Linked DNA regions of Rattus norvegicus: region 1 is linked to region 2. The links are chromatin contacts, called in public Hi-C maps. All regions are on one chromosome and are shown on one strand. The core of a region is the stretch at or near the end of the contact, and the rest is flanking DNA. Distances in the headings are between cores, read along the strand shown. Region 1 has its middle 23 kb from the start of Flt1. Region 2 has its middle 12 kb from the start of Pomp.

Region 1 (4,365 bases), core at 62-2,561, 87 kb after region 2:
TCCCCGGCCTTGTTGTTTACTTCTCCTAAGTTTTTGTTCTGCTGCGGGAAGCTGCGTCCGCGGCCTCCTCAGATGTTATTTATCTTTTCCTGCGAGGGACTTGTGACAGTCCAGGGTGTTGTGTATCCTGTGTGATTGTTTATCGCCCAGCCCATGCCCTGGCTGGAGCAGCTCCTGGGTCGGCACTTCACGTCCCGAATGCAGCGTCTACGTGAGCGCCGAGGGCGGGGAGGTGACACTTTGGCCGAGGCCCTGACCTCGGGCTCCCAGGTGGGCCGATGCTGATGTGCGCTCTCCCAGTCACCTCCCATCTCCATCACCTCGAGCGGCTGCGGGCGCCGAGTACCCGGCTGGGCACTCGTGGGACACAGGCCTTTAGTCAGTCACCTGTGTCTGGGCGGGGTGAGGGACCCGTCCTCACTGAGAGGCTTGGGGGAGGAGGGGGTTAGCGCCGCAGCGGGCGGTTAACTTGCCGACCAGCTCTACGTGCAGCTCTGTGACCCGGAAACTGTTTGTTTTTCCTTTCTTGCCCCCCCCCGCCCCCTTCCGTTTCTATGTTCTTCTTTGCTCTTTTCCAGTCGGTTCCAGCATTTGGAGACGCACTGGTGCACAAGCCTGAAGAAAGGAATGCTTTGTGCGTGGACCAGCCTGAGCACCGTTGCACACATATTCACACACACACACACACACACACACACACACACACACACATATATATATACACACACACACATACATACCTATAGTGATACTACACACAGGCCCATCATGGACACACACACAAACGCCTATAGGTTCATGCACATCGTACACAAACACACGTCACACACACACACACACACAGACACTCCTACAAAGGCTTATGGCTCATGCACACTCCTGCAGATTCATATCTTCTCACACTCCAAGCACGCAACACACATTTGCACACGCACGCGCACCACCCTCCCCCGACGCACAGAGAGAGAGAGAGAGAGAGAGAGAGAGAGAGAGAGAGAGAGAGAGAGAGAGAGAGAGGCAGAGAGAGGCAGAGAGAGAGGCTAGCCCTGCTGGGAAGGATCAAACGCTCACGGTGGCCCCAGGTCTATTTTCTCAGGCGCCCTTCCCCATCACACATTGTTAGCCGGACAATGGGCTCCTGTGTCAGTCTTATTGGCACCAGTTTTGTACGATGCAGGAAACAGCATTTCCTCTCAGCGCTGGAAAATTCACTTGGATGGTGCTTTTCCCTTTTTATTGAGAATGCTCACACACCCCGGGAAACGCGAGCTCCCGGAGAGGGGAAGGAGCAGCAGAGGTAGACATCCCGAGGGCTCCAGCCGCGTCCCGGCCCCTTCCCGCTCAGCGCGCCGCTGCCCTCTGCCAGAAGAGGAAGCCAGACCTGAAACAATGAGATGGGCCGGGTGTCTTAGCCGTGACCCTCCCACTGGGGCCATCGGAGATGGCCGTGCCAAGTCCCCCTGGCCTCAAGGGCTAGGGCAGAAGCGAACTTACCGGGAGGGGTTCCCCATTGCCCGGAGACCCCCATCTCTGGGTATGGCTGGCTGCGCCAAGCCATAGGAGGAACTGCCCGGGCGGACCCTAGTTTTATTAAATCGCTGGTTAGCATTCCCTAGTCCCAGGGCTGAAACTGCTTAGCAAGGAGGCCTGGCAGGGGCTGGGGAGAGGGCGTGAGGTGAGGGGAAACGTGTCCAGCGCTTAGTACCAACTTGAAAAAAAGTAGCGCCTCCTATCTCACTTAGGAGTTCTATTTTGACATTCATTTCCACCCTGACCTCAATTATATAGTCGTTCTGGTTTTTTTTAGAATAGTACTTAGATTGGGGGTGGGGGGTGGGGAGGCTAGTACGCAGTACGTGATCTGTCACTTAAAGGCGCACTAAGTGAACGAACATTCTGGCCTCTCCTGGCCACCCTGGTCGCCCCTGCCTCTCGCTTTGTTCACAGTTACTGATGAGCACACTGACACCCAAATGTTGAACCTACACAGAACGTTTGTGTATTTATGACTTTCCCGCCTCTTTAGATGCACTACTTATGCACGCCTTCCTTCTACGCTAAGCTGTGGTGTTGGTTGGTTACTCTCCTTGAGACAAATCCAGAGGCGCGGGAGATGGGGAGAACGGGAGGGGAATTATATTTGAAATGTATTTCGACTCCTCAATAATCTTCTGCTCCAAAATGCAAAACATTTGATGGAAATGCTGCTATTAAATTTGTTCATTACCTTTGTGTATTTTAGGGGCAGGGGCAGGGGCAGGGCACATTCTCAAGCCACAGTGTGGCCGCGAAAGGGTGAAAGTCAGAAGACAACTTGTGGGAATCACTTCTTGCCTTCCTCCACGTGGGTTCTGAGGATCGAACTCGGGGATTCAGGCTTGACGGCCCAGCCCCTTTCTAAGCTAAGCCATCTCACCTGCCTGGAAAGTCAGCTTTTTTGAACCTGTTATTTAGCACCTCATTTTTAGACTATGTCTTTATATCTCTTTCTTTATTGACAGTGTTGGGAGGGAAAGTTCAGGTCTCACACTTACTAGGCAATTGGCATGCTGCTGAGCCTAGCCCAGCCTTTAAGCTCAGAGTCTATCATCATGCCAAATGCTACTAAGACCAAACTGGCGAAGGCTGGGGAGACTCAAGGCCTTTCCTACCTAACTGAGTTATTACCAATTCATTGACAGAAGAGATCCGATGTGGGCAGCAGCTTCTGAGCCTCAAGTTCAAACCTTCACTTTTTTCCAGACTACACAGAGTCTGAGCCTCTCTTTTCCCCAGCTTGGAGGGTCAATAGTCTTGCAAAACAATACAGCAATGCTTAAATTCTCTGGGGAAGCACTTGGAGGAGCTCTTTGTAACATCTGAATTGCCCTCTAATTGCTTTGTTCCTCCCACCTTGTAGGTTTTCTGTTGGAGCTTAGTGAAGCCAGAGAAAAAAAACCTAAGCTGTTCGCTGCTTCTTGAATGAATGCATGAATGAATTAATGATTGTTTTTCCTGGGTTTTTTTTTTTTTTCTTTTTTTCGGAGCTGGGGACCGAACCCAGGGCCTTGCACTTGCTAGGCAAGTGCTCTACCGCTGAGCTAAATCCCCAACCCCTTTCCTGGGTTTTATACACCTGGAAAAAAGAAGGTGGTCTGTAGGAATGCACTTGGAAAACTTTTAATGGCAACAGAGGTTTGACTCATCCCGGTGGGAACCCATGCAAAGGTGAGGCTTAGGGTAACAGAGTAACGGGTAACAGAGTCTGGTACAGCATTCGCCTTCTTTGAAGAATTCTCCCCTCTTTGAAAGCCCCCCTGGGGTGGGGGGCTGGATAGCTGGCTCAGTGGTTAAGAGCACTGACTGCTCTTCCAGAGGTCCTGAGTTCAAATCCCAGCAACCACATGGTGGCTCACAACCATCTGTAATGAGATCTGATGCCCTCTTCTGGTGTGTCTGAAGACAGCTACAGTGTACTTATGTATAATAAATAAATAAATCTTAAAAAAAAAAAAAGAAAACCCCACCCCAGGTGCTTTAGAAAAAACCCTGCAGGGGGTTTGGGGAGGACAACATTTGGGATGTGAATAAATAAAATATATTAATTAAAAAATAAAAAGGGTTGGGGATTTAGCTCAGTGGTAGAGCGCTTGCCTAGCAAGCGCAAGGCCCTGGGTTCGGTCCCTAGCTCCAAAAAAAAGAAAAAGAAAAACAAAAACAAAAACAAAAAAAGAGTTAAGAGTCTGGCTTTTAGACATACTAAGTCATTTTGCATTGAACCTGTTGAATCATTTTTGACTAGTTTGTTTTAATGTTTTTATATGTATGAGTGTTTTCTTGCATGTATGTCAATGCACCATATGTGTGCCTAGTGGCGGAGAAGGTCAGAAAAGGGCATCTGATCCCCTCGAACTGTAAGTACAGACAGTTCTGAGCTGCGATGTGGATGCTAGGAAATGAACCTGGGTCTTTAGCAAACTCTCTTAACTGTAGCCCCTCAATTATAGTTTTATATAACCCAGCAAGAAAATGAGCCTTAAAGGAACACCAGAGGTCAAAGGTCATCCATTGTGCCCATTCACTGAAACTCAGGTGCATTGTGCCAATGACACTCTGTGTGTGTAAGGCATGTGGAGAAGCGGCAACAACTGGAGGTGTTTTCTATTTCAGGTCCCGATGCTCAGCAGTTTTTGCAAACATCTGCCCCACAAGAATGGTTCACGCACGGAGCAGGTTGCTACCCCAAGCCTATAAAGTGGGAGTGAATTCAAGATCGAGCATTCTCCATCACCAACCCATAAGTGTTTGCTCTGAACTAGGTGCAAATTAACGGGAAAAGGAAACTCAGGAAAGACCTGGAAAGATCTTGGTGGGCACGAACAAGGG
Region 2 (4,074 bases), core at 951-3,450:
AGAGGAGAAAAAGGGAAGGACTGGAAGAGGGATGGGGGATGGGAGCTGAGAGACTGGGGGGAGGGGGCAGGACACAGAGCACAGAGAGGAGAGGAAGAGGGAAAAAGGGAGGGAGGGAGGGAGGCATTTCCATTTATTCTCCCTCTATCTCCCAGCCAACTCGGCTGTCTTTTTTTCCAGCATCTCTTTTGTAAAGGAGATGTGTGCAGGTTTGCTCAGAGGCAGAGTCACCACTGCTGATCTGGAACTTCTCTGCTGAGGAGACAGAGCCCTTGTAGAACGCCTGCTTTGATTGCGTCTGGGCACGGTTACGTCCGCCACTGACACACAGACCAGGGTGCCCGTGGAACCTGGGAAGTAGGCAGTTCATTACAGTGGAACCCCAAATAGTGATCCAGGTCTCAGGGCTCACTCCTGAAATCCCAGCACTTGGGGTAGGAGGCAGACTGAAGCGAAATAACTGCCCTGGGTTCAAGGCCGGCCTGGGTTACGGGATGAGATGCTATCTCAAAACGGGCAAGCAGGGCTGGGAGGTGGCTCTGCATAAAATGCTTGTCAGGCTGCAAGAAAATAGAAGAATTCAGATCCTAGCTTCCACCTAAGAAAGCTAGGTGGCCAAGTGCATCAGTAATTCAGGGGTAGTGCAGACAGTTGGGGCAGGAGTATTGGAGAAACAGGGAGATTCCTGAGGCTGGCTGGCCAATCAGTGGCGAGCATGGTTCTGTTAGAGAACCTTTTCCAAAAGATGAGATAAAGTGCAGTTGAAGCCAGAAGGCATCAACCTCTAGCTTCCATGTGCACACACGTGCATGTACACACACACATGCATGTACACACACACACACACACACACACACACACACACACTACATTCACACACAAAAAAAACAAAACAAAAGCAAAATACCTTAAAGGGCTCAGGTGGCTCAGAGGGTAGAGGCTCGTACAAACGCACGAGTCTGAGCCCAGCGCCCCAGATCCACACAAAGCCAGACACAGATGCATAGATCTAGAATCCCAACACTTCTGTGTAAGATAGGAGGCAAGACAGGATTTCTGGAAGCTCACGGGCCACTTAGTTTGGTGTACACAGAGCCAAGCAAAAGACTTTTGTTCACACCAGGTGCAAGTCGAGAATGAACATCTGAGGTTGTCCTCTGGCCGCTACGTGTACACATATCTGTGTTCACATGAATGTGCAGACACATATCCCCCCCACATGCACACAGCATACGCACTCACACACGTAAATGGTACATGTATAGCCATACACATATACCATAGACACATAGACATATACGCACAGACACGCACCACACACACAAACACATACACCACGGGCACACATCATACTCCCTCACACATAGGCCATACACGCCCACACAAGCACACACTACCGAACCACAGACATATTCACAAAACACACCATACATTCACACAAACACATAATTCACCATACGTGCACGGCATATGCATGTGCCATATGTGCACTGGAGTGCACTCACGCACGCGCGCACACACACACACACACACACACACACACACACACACACACACACTGGTTTAAAAAAAAAAATCAGACAAGGAAGAAAAAGGAAATAAAAACCCCAGCAGGGGTTGGGGATTTAGCTCAGTGGTAGAGTACTTGCCTAGCAAGCACAAGGCCCTGGGTGTCCCCAGCTCCAAAAAAAGAAAAAACAAAACAAAACCCAGCAGGAGCCTGAGTTGTTGATACTCAGTGATAAAATGCTCCCTGGTTTTGGCTCCCCTGCCCACACCCCCAGATAATCTTGAAAGATGCATTAATCTCATTCACCTCTATTAGGTTTCCCTCTTGGTCACCATAAGACATCCTTAATCACCATCAGGAAAGACAAGATCCTGAAGGAGTGGTCTGTGCAGTCTAACAGATCCTGTAACGAAGATGTGGTAGCTTAGAACAGCCCCACAGTTGAATAGATCCTTGAAAATACAAAGCTGTCTTTGTCCGTGCACCTCTCAGGACTCGGCTGAGGTAGCCCAGCCATCAGCGTGTCCCCTACATTTAAAATAATGACCGTGGTCACATCAAGCAAGACAGACCTCTCAGCAAGCACCCGCAGTCATTAGGTCACCCGGAGGGTGCCGAGGAGGGTGGTGGCACATTTTCCTTCTTCCACGGTCTCTGGAGCTCAAGTGGGAGATCATCTTGGACCTGAGGTTATTTCACACGGGAGGGTTAGTCAGTATTTGTACAATGAATGCTTTCACCCCCGCCTCCACCATGGAAGAATTTCACTCACAGGGCAGGGCAGAAAAAAAAAAATCAGAAAATCAGTCCTTTCTGCTCGGACCCCTGTACTTCCGAACTACTGACCTCAAAAGGGCTCTCAAGAAGACACATGGCTTATTTTCCTTTCAGAAGCAGCCCGATTTCCTTGTACGCTTAGATGCTCGGGAGAAGAAGAAAAAAAAAAAGAGCCACTCTCGGTTCTATATTTAGTTTGTAGAAACAAAGCGAAGGTCAGAGAACCTGTCAGGGGCGTCCCAGACGTAGCTTTATCTAGATAACGTGCGTATTAAAAGAACCTGACGTTCTATTTCTGGGCTGGAGTTGTGGGATTGGAACCGCAGCTGCCTCCTCACTCATAACTTGGCAGATCAGGATGTGACCGGGCACAAAGAACCTTCCCACAGAGATATCACCAAGTGTCCTGTGTGTCAGTCTCCCCTCATTCAGAATCAGCCAGGCCTTCGGCCAGCATTCCATAGGAAGGGTGAGATCAACATTATATGGAGAGCCATAGCCTCGGGCTAAATGGGAATGCTAACTGTGCTTCGTATTAACTGAAGTGCTCTGGAAATCGGATTAAAGCCTACGTATGACGCGTGGGATACAGTTTAAAAATAAAAACAACTTGAAAAATATTCTCTTTGTTGAGCCAAAGCCAAGTTTGTTTCCAGAAGGGAGGAAAAAAACTCTAGTAGTTGATCCACAATTCATCCACTCAAAGGATTTGGTCCTGGGTTTGTTTGTGTTTCCTGAATCTTCCCTTTATAAAGCGATGGTCTCCTACCCTCTGACGCTGTTTTTGAGATGGTGTCTCACTATGTGACCCTGGCTGGCCTGGAACTTGCTATTGTAGAGCAGGCTGGTCTTGAATTCTCCAAGATCTGCCTGCCTCTGCCTCCCGAGCGAGCGCTGGGAACTCTTAGTAAGGCTCGATAAAGACAGTATGAAAGCCAGTTGGTTCATGGGGAGTGGGTGCACTGAGGGAACAATTTCAGTCCTTGAGAGACGCAGCAGCCACACAGCTGCTGACTGCTCAGAGCTGAGCTGCATAAACACTACACAGGAAAAAATATCCCGGGGAGTCCCCTCCCCCATCATTCTGGATAAAGTGTGCTCATGCTAGAGTACCAATCATATGCTTCCTTCTAAGCGTTCTGGATAGCACGTTTCCCAGCTCTGTGAACCCAAGGTGTGGGAAACCTTTGTCTTGGTGGGAGTAGGTCGATAGAAAGTTCTAGACTCCTTTAGTAACCCTCTGAATCCCTTAAAGTGAAAGTACCTGTTATTTGCCATTAGCAAATAAAACAAACAGTATTTGTTTGATCTCTGGGAAGCCCTTTCTTGTTAAGGTAACAGTCGGCCTGACTTTCATGTTTCAGTATTCATTGTGGGTTTAATTATTTTTTAAAAGTTTTTGTTTTAAACTATTAAAGTTTTTTCAGCGCTTCAGATAAACATGGCTGGCTTTGTTAAAAGATTAAAAATAAATTTCCCACAAAGCAGCAAAATGTGGCAAAGATAATATACCTCATGGGGTCGGCCTGTTCCCAAACACGATTCTCAGGGGGCCCCTCTGGACAACGGCCTCGTCATTCTTATACTAAAACGCTGCCGGAAGCCCCCCAATGCTAACACACCCACCTTAGCAGGAAACTAGCAAGGTATGGGGGAAAAATCACCACCAAAGAGGAGAATCTCAGGGAGGCATGTTTTGTCTGTTTTTAGATTGCCAGTGTTTTCTGAGATACACTGAAGCTAACCTTGAAATGGCTTTCAAACAGAGAGCATTCTGGGAAAGCTGT

The links. A called contact is a pair of places that touch in the nucleus more often than the background predicts.
Region 1: a contact with region 2 is called in a Hi-C map of psoas muscle, with 2.4 times the contacts expected there. The contact joins two enhancer-like sites. A contact is called at or near these places in 2 of 12 Hi-C or Micro-C datasets (Schwann cells and psoas muscle).

Annotation. Positions count from the first base shown.
Region 1 is chr12:12,308,475-12,312,839 of GRCr8, forward strand. No RefSeq gene overlaps it. Among named protein-coding and RNA genes, the nearest start is that of Flt1, 23 kb to the right of the region's middle. Within about 2 kb of position 1,312, at least 16 of the 93 cell types and tissues checked have an H3K27ac peak or open chromatin away from gene starts, as enhancers often do.
Region 2 is chr12:12,220,876-12,224,949 of GRCr8, forward strand. No RefSeq gene overlaps it. Among named protein-coding and RNA genes, the nearest start is that of Pomp, 12 kb to the left of the region's middle. Within about 2 kb of position 2,201, at least 26 of the 93 cell types and tissues checked have an H3K27ac peak or open chromatin away from gene starts, as enhancers often do.